Regions from separate parts of the Mus musculus genome. Here region 1 is linked to region 2. A link is a contact called in public HiChIP or PLAC-seq data. All regions are on one chromosome and are shown on one strand. The core of a region is the stretch at or near the end of the contact, and the rest is flanking DNA. Distances in the headings are between cores, read along the strand shown.

Region 1 (4,786 bases), core at 9-2,508, 78 kb after region 2:
AAAAGATAAGTTGTCTGCTAATTCGTGTGTGTGTGTATGTGTGTGTGTGTGTGTGTGTGTGTGTGTGTGTGTGTATATATATATACACACACACACACACACACACATATATATCTATCTTACATATATTAAATAAATGTATTTAGATAGAATATGAGCTTTGTACTTGAAGTGTAGAATACACATTTTCCTATGCATTCACTGTTAATGGATGAATGTGTTACACAGTTCAAATATTATGTTATAATTGCAGTTTAGGTAAATGTGATTTCTACTTTAACTGAATTGTTGAGTTTCTAAATCTCAGATTATTTGATCTATCGTATTAGATTGTACGATTCTGTTGAAGACCTTTGCTATAGGGCCTAACATTTTTGTTACTGAGATTACTGTAGCGTTGAATATGTAAGATTTTATGATTCAGATAGCTATGAAATATACTGCTTCTGAGGTATAGCTGCCCCACTTTGGCTAGCCCTTACAATTTAAGATTTGTGTATTTAACTTTTTGGGAAAGGCATTTCTACAAAAATCTACATATACTATTTTTCTTACCTTTCTCTTTAATTGTAATTGAAATATGCTTAGATTCTCCAGATGGAAGCTTTGAAAAAAATAAGAAAAGAGTGTATGGTAGCTGTATAAAGTAACCTGAAGATTTTCTCGCTACAGGAATTGAATCAGTTCCCTCCCCTTGTGGTTGGTCATCCATCCCATGGGAAAGCACGCAGCTTCTTTCAGATTAAGCGTGTAGTCTCACTAACATTTTCTGAAGGTCTGTAGAGAGCCAGAGGTGGATCATTAGTGAAATGGCATGGCAATAGGAAAAGACAAGCCTCTCCTCTTACCGTTTCTGTATTTAACTTTAAAGGAAGTGGAAAGAAATCAAATAGATACTAAGTTGCAAATCAAATTCACCTCTGAGTTAATAAAAATTCACTTGAAATTAATATTCTTATTGTTCTATGGAATACTTTTTAGATGGATCAACCCTTTGTTATTTCCTTTTTAATTTGATGTTTAACTTTTAAGTACTTGGTAGAGAGCAGATCCAGGTATTAGCATTCAACAGGAAATGTAAAAGGTAGATGGAACTGGAAAATAATATATTGAATGAGGCAATCCAGGCTCAGAATGTTAAGTCCCACATGTTCTCTCTTGGAGGTACTAGCTTGTAATGTTTCTGTGTGGGAGTGAGCATGGGTAGATGCCAGGAAGGTGGAAAGGTGCTCAAGAAAGGAGAAGTAGACCTTGAGAGAGGAGTGTGGGGGAGGGTAGCAGAATGCATATGGTCTGGACATGGAAAGGGAAATACTTGAGGCTGAAGGGAACACAGGGGTGGGTCAGAAGTTGGGTATCGACCACAACTAAATATATATGACACTGCATTAGAAAACTCATTAATTCTGGATGTTAATTAAGAAAATGAAAGAATAGATTATGAAAGGTTGAGCTGTAGTAAAGATACTTCCTTAGGGCTTCTGCTCCTTTAGGGCGGGCAGCTCATGCAGTAGTGACTGTTGTGAGCAGATGATGCAGCACGTGGGGAGTACTTGCCCTGTCACTCTTTCTGTTATGTATTGCGCTAGTCACACAACCTCAAGCCAGGCCACTTTTAAAAAGTTCAGTGGAAGTTTAAGAACTTGAAGTAAGTTGTTTTACTTTAAGACCATTAAAGATTATTGTTTGATTTATAATGAAGTTCTTGGAATAATAGGCATTTTATTGTAATTGGCAAGTGCTCTGCTAAATAAAAATGACTTTTAGATAACGCCTTTTCTATTTACTCAGATGAAGGCTACCAAATGTTGCTAAACTACTTTTAAGATGTTTAATATTGGTATAGAGATGTAATTTTTTTATTATATAAATTAAGTAAGACAAAAGGAACAATACAAATCTAAGAAGATAAATGAGAGTTGTGTAGATGAATAGAACAAAAACACGGTTAGTATTTAAATCCAAAGGCTAACTTTTATATACAGTCTCTAATGCTTGGGGCTTTTGTTTCCTGCAATAAAAATGACTTTTCTTTATAAAAGTCATGATGTTCTATTAGGATTAAACGTTATAGTTCATACTGTGCTTTTATTAAGCTTATAAGATACCATCAATGTTTTAGTATATTGAACTTACAACTGATTTTTTTTTATAGCTTTTTAATGAAGACCAAATATTTGTGGCTTTTGTCTGTAACTAAGTATATATTTGATAGGTTTTATTTAAAAGTTTTAGTATATTGTTTGAAAGATACCAGGCACAAGATAGCTACTTACACACTGTGATATTGTTAATGGTTCAGCTAGTCCAATTGGCCTCTTGAACAACAGTTAGAGTTGAAAATCACCAGTATTGGTTAGCTAATTTTTACTAGAGCTTACTTATTTCTAGAGTCTAACATTGGAGTTTAACTAAAAGGGATGTTTTGCTCCATTTAAATTTATAAAGCTCCACTTACTTGTTTTTTGTCTGGTATCTCTAAGTAATTGTTTCTTCATATTCTAGCAAAATATATTTAATTTGTTGTTTTTATTATTTAAGGATTTAATTATGAAACCTGTAAACTTTTTGGTTATCTTTTATTGATTGAGAACAAAGACAAATAATCTAAGACAACAAATAATAACCAAAACTAAGATTCATAGCCATTCATTTAATCAAGGACTAATCAGGGCCTACTGTGTTACACTGTGGATGTCCTGGTGAATACAGAGATGAATCAAGTACAGAGCCTGACTTTGCAGGTCTTATAGTGTAGTAGAAGTCAGGATCTGCAGGAGAAAAACCTAGAGGTACAGCAAAGGGAAGATACTTTCCTTCAGGGTTAGAGGTATGTGGGCGAGATACAATGCCATACAAATGGCCAGGGGACAGGGCACAGTAGACTGTCATTTCTTACAGGACACTTCTTCTTTAGACAAGGCTCCTCAGAATTTGGAGAAGAAGGTTGCAGAATTTGTCAAAAATTTTAAGATTTGTATTCTTATTTTGACATTGAAAGGTTTTGTATTAAAGCTACTGTTTCTCATTGCCAATTAGGGATTTGCCAGAGATTTGATTGATGTTTAAGAGAATTTCACTTTTCTTAAGATGATCCACATAATCTTGATAAACTTGATAAACAAAAGCTTAGGCTAATGTTTTAAATTAATCTGTGCTCTTTGAACAACATTCAGATTGAGGCACAAAAGTAGGTAGGCCAGTGGATATGGGTGGCAAGAGAGTCACCTGGGGATTAATTATTCATTTTATAACTATCTCTTTTCTAGGGCTCTAGGGAATAGTCAAGGCCTTGAGGAATTGGTTGCTTTTGGATTTCCAGTTTTACCTTCTGTTAGCAGTTTTGCAGTGAATTAACTGTTTAAATAAGTTAATTGAACCTCTTTTATCTTGTAGAATGTGTGTAGGATGTTTCATAAATTCAGGGACTCTGAAAAAGAACAAATACCTTACCTTATAATTTAATGTTTATAAGGACATTTTAGTTCCATATTAGTGCTTTAAGTATAATAAATTAAAGAGTATTTATACTGAATATCTCAAACATAATTTTTTTGGAGGAAAAGGGGCATTGAAAATAGTTTTTCTTCCTTCCCTCTTAAAAAAATATTTTTAAAGAAAAATATTCTCTCTCCTACCAAACAAAACTGACCAAAGTAAAAATTTGGTGGCTTTGATTTTATACATGTTCTGAAGTCTGTCCAAGCTTTCAGAATGGGAGAATTCCTCAGAAATTACTGTTTCTCATGGGAGATACTTTGATCTTAGGGTACAAGTTAGGATGACATTATTTGCTTCTGTCATACATAGATAGAATAATTTTAGTGCATCTCTAAAGGTCCTTATGGTATTTTGCATATAATAGGTTTTTTACTATTTGATGCTCATAATAGTTCTTGTGTCAGCTTGCCATTATATAAAACATTTTCATTTTGATTGATGGATACTTTAAATGGCTAACAGGAACAAAAATGCAGTATTGTTGTTTTCTTGTTCTTGTTTTGTTTTACTTTTTTAACTCTGAGCATTTGCAAGTATCTTGTAATTTCCTATGTGTGGAAACCCTGAAACAGGAGAAGCCCCTTAAAGACTGAGGCCCTTGAAAGAAGTCCTAAAGACACCACTGCCTGACTGCAGGCATTTTTTAGAAGTCACTGGCTGTAATGAAGCCAGCCTTTAATGGCAGTTTTTCCTCTTCTTTTCAGAGAATGTGACAGAGTGTCATTAAGGTTTTAGAAATGAATGCTCGGGAGGGGAGGAGGATCCCTGGGACCACTGCGATGCCCAGTGTGTGGCCTGGGGCTTCTCAGTTGGGCTCCTTTTAGGTTTTTAATCAGGTGCGGAAGGGGGATGGAGAGGACAGGAACGGGAGTAGACCAGAGCGGTGAGCACCTGTACTTTTGTCACCCGATGTAAAAGTTGAATTTGTAGGGTTCAATGTAAAAAGGTAAACCAAACTCTAGATATGTTGAGAGCCAATAAACAATCAGCCTTAACTATTTGCATTTGGAAATGTGATTTCTTTTTGAATTTAACTTAAACTGTTTGAATATATTAAATCTGAAATTTCATTTAAATTGTAATTCCACTTCTGCTCTGGGGATCCTGTTTTAACCTATTGTTCTTTCCTGTGGTGACAGTAATTGCCCTTGATGTGTTCTGCAGGTAAATCAGATTGCATCACAAAAGAGGGCAAATAATAAATGTGTGCCAGAAAGAGCTGTTTCTTAGAATAGGAACAGAAAAACTTGCCTTTCCCCCTTCAAACATTGTAATAGCATCTAAA
Region 2 (4,553 bases), core at 361-2,860:
GCAGAACTGGTTGTGGGGGGTGGGAGAAGAAGGGAGGTAACAAGGAAAAACTGACCAGGGCCAGAAAGAAAGAGAGAGAGAGAGAGAGAGAGAGAGAGAGAGAGAGAGAGAGAGAGAGAGAGAGGAAAGGAAGAGAAGAGAAGAGAAGAGAAGAGAAAAAAGATGAAAGAAGAATCCTAGTACACCTGTCACCTTGCAGAACCTATTTTCTCTGCCCCCATCACCAGCAAATAAGGACCCAGAGACAGATTACATTGTGCAAGCAAACAGCTTTAGGCATAAGAGCTAACTAAGGTCTTTCCAAAGACGCCAAGGGCTTCCCCTAGCTCTGGAAGCTAGGCTTGCCCAGCCCCCACTGTGCTGCCAGGGAGATTGAGAATGGGAGGAGGGAGGATTTCCCGAGGAGGGGGCAGATTGAAGGGCCGGCAGGAAGGCTGAGACATTAGCAGTTGGTTAACCTGCACCTGGAAGGAGCTGCCTCTCCACACGAATGCACACCGCAAGACCACCAAATCTGATGCTGTCTCCCCACGGGCTTGGGCACGACCTCTGGGCAGCAGAACTCTGGACAGAGAGAGGCAGTGCAGGCCTTTGGATTTCTGCCAGAAGCACGGGAGCCAGCCCTACCCATCTTGCCTCCCAGTTGTTTCTTGCCCACCTCAGAGTGTTGCCCCCAACTCGTTTGTTTTCAGGTTCGTTCTGAGTGAGAGCAGAGAGGCTCTAGAGCCAGTCTGCGCATGAAAATGCTGCGGGAAACGCTGGAGCCATGGTGGACTGGAAACCGCTTAAACCCAGTCTCCTAAAGGGGAGGAATCGTTGGGGCTGGGACCAGAGCAAGCAGCTTCTCTGCGCGAATCTTGTCGCTGCTCGCTCGGGAGATTTACCTCCGACTGGGATATTGACACAAAGAGAAGCTGACCTGCTTGAAGCCCGCTTTGGCTGCCTAAGCAAACCTTCCCCTGCTACCAGGCCACTCAGTTCTTGGTGGAAGACACGAAGATTATTGCTTCACCTTGCCTTCTCTCTAGCCGGGTCTCTATGCCTTTGTTAAATAGGGGACCCACGGCTAGAGTAGCGGGATCCCGGCTGGTTGAGGTTTAAAAAGCTTGCAGCCGGCTGCTAGCCACGGAGTTACTCTGAGATCTGCAACCCACAGAGACTCGAGCTGGGCACCCGAGTGCAGTCTGCCAAAGCCTGGCGCCTTCCCCTGGCCGAGTCTACAGCCAACAGAAAGGAAACGCGATTCGTTCCACTTGGAATTTCCTTGAAATCTCCGAATCTAATCCAGCGTTAACTCACCGTGAGAAGAGCGCTTGTCTCATAGGAGGCTGTGTTAATGGGTGAACTGGCAGGATCCCTGTGGGTCAGGCAGCAGGGCCCTACCGGTGTCCGAAATGACCCTGCCGGTCTCTTACACTGCACAGGCTTTCAGAAGGCAGGGATGCCTGCATGTGACTAATTAGCTTGCTTCCTTCCTTTCTTTCTTTCTTTCTTTCTTTCTTTCTTTCTTTCTTTCTTTTTCTTTCTAGTAGAGAAGCCATCTCAAGGTAGACATCCTACAGAGAAGGACCCAATGATGTCTTTAAAGGTCTCTGTATGTACTGGCCGACACCTAAACTGAAGTGTAGCTTAGGGACCCTGACTTCGTTGATTCTTTAAATCCCCTCTCCTCGATCCAGGGCGCATTTGGAATCCTGGACCTGGTGCCCCTTCTTAACTTTCACTTCTTTCTTCACATATTCAGGGACTGGTCGGGGCTCTACTTTTCCTTTTAAGCATCAGTCTTGCCTAGTCCCATGGCTGAAAAAGGCGCCAACAGAGTTGGGATGTTGAGCGCTGGCTGAGACTCTCACTGACCTCTATTCAAACTTCCTGCCCTCCAACTGACCCAGTCCCGAGCTGTCTATGCGTATGAACCAGGGTTCTGAGAACTAGCGGCTAGAGCTCGGGAAAGGCTACAGCTCGCTGCCTACTCTACCTCGTTGCTGGAGGCGGGATTCACCCACCAGGCGCTTCGGCCTCGGCGGCGTCCGCTACCTGAAAACATTGCACTTTGCGAAGTTGTCTACGCAGCTACAGAGGTCCCGAGTCCTTCAGGACTTAGTATCTTACCCCGCACTCCGGCACCCCCAACCCGATCCCGGCCGGAGAGTGAGAGAAGCGAGCTCGCCGCCTACTTACTATGCATGGATGCAAACGGGTCGTGCTTACAGTGTATTTCCATCGGGGCGCTCCAGACTGTAGGCCGGCCCACGCCGCTGCCTCTCGGCGCCAAAGGACTGCCCAGGGCGCCTAGGGAACCGCGCCACCAGGCCGGGCACAGTGTGAGCAGAGATCAGAAAACACCTCTGCAGCCGTGGGGTCCCTCTCGGAGCCGCCTGCGGAAGATCGCGGAGAGCTGAGCCGAGAGGCGGGAAACGGTGCTCTCAGCCAGTCGGTCTGGGAGCGGGCGCCCAACTCCCGCTAGCTTCGCTCCTCGGCGGGCTCAAGCGGCGGCTCCCGGCCCGCACCAGAGAAGCTGCGGCCCAAGCGCTAGCGGCGTCGAGGGCATAGCGCAGGGGCCCACCTCCAGGACGGCTAGGGGAGCCCGGCGCGGGACCAGCAGCCTGCAGGAGGCCGCGAGCGCAGGGCCCTCCGTCTCAGTCCGGGGCAGCGAGGCCGCGGACTGCCAGGCTGCTTCGGTCTTGCTGCCTCGAGGGTCTGCCCACCCTTCGGCCTCCGCCAGGTCCTTCTTGTTTCCCGCTTCTCCGTGTCTCTGGAGCCGGACCTCCCCTTCCACCTCTCTTCTGTCGGCTCTCTGACGTCTCCGACGAAGTTACAGAGAACTCCCTCTCCTGTCGCGCAGGGGCCGCGGCGGAGTCTGAAATGCTGCAGCTGCTGAAGCTGGGAGCCCGGTGCGCCCCGAAGCTGCAACCCTCGAAGCCCGGGACCCGCTTGCCTTCAAAGTTCCCGCGGGCCCCGCAGCTCCCGGCCCCTTCGCGCCTGGCTGTGGTTCACGCTACCAACTCTTGGAGCCCCGCTGCCCGATCTCGGGGTTCCGGGTGGATTGTCCCTGCCTTGCCTCTTCCGGGACAGCCGCCGCGTCTGCCCAGCGTGGAGCGAGGGGTGCAGAGAGGATGAGGGTCCCTGCCGCCCGGACCGCCGGGGCCGCCGAGGCTGTCGGTGCTGAGATGAAGCCCCTGCCGGCTCTAATGCCTGCTCTGCCGCCGCCGCCGCCGGCGCTAGCCCTCCGCCTGTTCGGCGCGCACAGTGCGCCACCGCGCCGCCCCGAAGCCGCTTTCAGGACCCGCTGCGTGTGGACAGCGCCGCCCGGGGCTCAGCCTCCCTCCGGGCGGGGGCGGGGCGAGAGCTCACCTGCCAATCATGCCCCATCAAGCCAATCAGAACAGGGGCATCCGGCCCTAGCCCGATATACTGCCCTATTGGCTAAGCAACCCACGGGCTCCGCCTGATTAGCCGGTACCTGGGCAATGGGAGAGAATGGGGGGCGGGGCCCAAGCTGCGGCGCCACGTTCATTGACAAACGCGTGGGGAGAAGGCCTAGTGGTTCTCGGGTGGAAAAGGGGTAGAGAGAGAACAGAGCCCACGCAGTGTCTGGAGAGCCATGCTCTTGGTCCCACAGAGCCGACCTTTCGGAGGGCCGTCGAGATTTTAGGATGCGCTTAGAGACTGGGAGCAACCGAGACAGGGTCGAAGAAGAGTAAGGATGGGAGAGAGATCTCCAGAATGAAAAGAAAAAACAAAAAACAAAAATAGAAAAACATCCACAGATTTTAGAGGTAGACGTTCAGCACAATAGAGATCCGATTTTCGGTCTAGGCGGCAGATTTCTGTGTGTATATCTGCCGCTTTAGACCTCACTTTGCTCCTCTGTAAAATGGGCAGAGTTTAGTAAAGAAGTCTTTGATGCTGGTTCCTTCCATTTCCTAAGTTTATCAAGAATCCACTAAGCAACGGCCGTCTCCTCTGTATCCTCCTCTATCATTCTTCTATCCACAGAGGCCCCAGCATTGCACTAACCAAAGGCAGAACTGGGGAAATATTATTTGAAGGTTACCAGAAATTTGGGGAGTCTCCAAAGCTTGGACCAGGTTGCCTCAAGTACAGAGGCATAGATCCTTTCTGTTGTCTTAGCCTAGGAGCTGATAGGTCCCTTGGGAGCTGGTGATGCTCTTAGCTCAAAGCTTCTGTCAACAAGAGGATTTCCGCATCTGGTGCAAGGCCTCTTTAAAAAGGGAAGGAGTCCACCGGCATCCAGAGCTAATGAGAGCACCGGAAGCCAGTGGCTGTGCAGTTACCTCCATTTGCAAGAGCCTGGCAGTGTAGCATCAGGATGGCCACCTGGTAGAGGAAAACCTGACCTTCCTCACTAGAGTTCTTGTAGATTTTAGGACAAAAATGAACAGGCTTCTAGAAGACAGAATTCTTCGATCCAGCAAAGCTCTTTCTTTAGCCAACACGTGTCTCAGTTTCTTGGGAATATAAGGCTCCCAGACCACAATCAAAGCTGTTGGACTTTAAAAAACAAAAAACGAAGTGTCTTCACCCAGGTA

The links. HiChIP or PLAC-seq counts read pairs in DNA pulled down with a chosen protein or histone mark.
Region 1: a RAD21 HiChIP or PLAC-seq map of pro-B cells shows a contact between it and region 2, with 7 times the contacts expected there. The contact joins the enhancer-like site here to the promoter of 5730488B01Rik in region 2. A contact is called at or near these places in 1 of 39 promoter capture datasets (the C10 cell line), 1 of 15 datasets of contacts at CTCF or cohesin (pro-B cells), 4 of 484 Hi-C or Micro-C datasets (the 63-12 cell line, B cells, large pre-B cells and 1 more), 5 of 115 datasets of contacts at active chromatin or transcription factors (the 230-238 cell line, embryonic midbrain, embryonic stem cells and 2 more) and 2 of 9 other capture datasets (adipose tissue and liver).

What each region holds. Positions count from the first base shown.
Region 1 is chr4:44,779,428-44,784,213 of GRCm38.p6, forward strand. All of the region lies in intron 2 of Zcchc7 (zinc finger, CCHC domain containing 7), which reads left to right. Among named protein-coding and RNA genes, the nearest start is that of Zcchc7, 25 kb to the left of the region's middle. Within about 2 kb of position 1,259, at least 12 of the 459 cell types and tissues checked have an H3K27ac peak or open chromatin away from gene starts, as enhancers often do. A contact at or near this core is called in the 230-238 cell line, pre-B cells and pro-B cells, where this site is marked.
Region 2 is chr4:44,701,190-44,705,742 of GRCm38.p6, forward strand. 5730488B01Rik (RIKEN cDNA 5730488B01 gene) reads left to right here and starts at 1,611. Exons shown (of 1, transcript NR_073462.1): 1 at 1,611-3,921. All of the region lies in intron 1 of Pax5 (paired box 5), which reads right to left.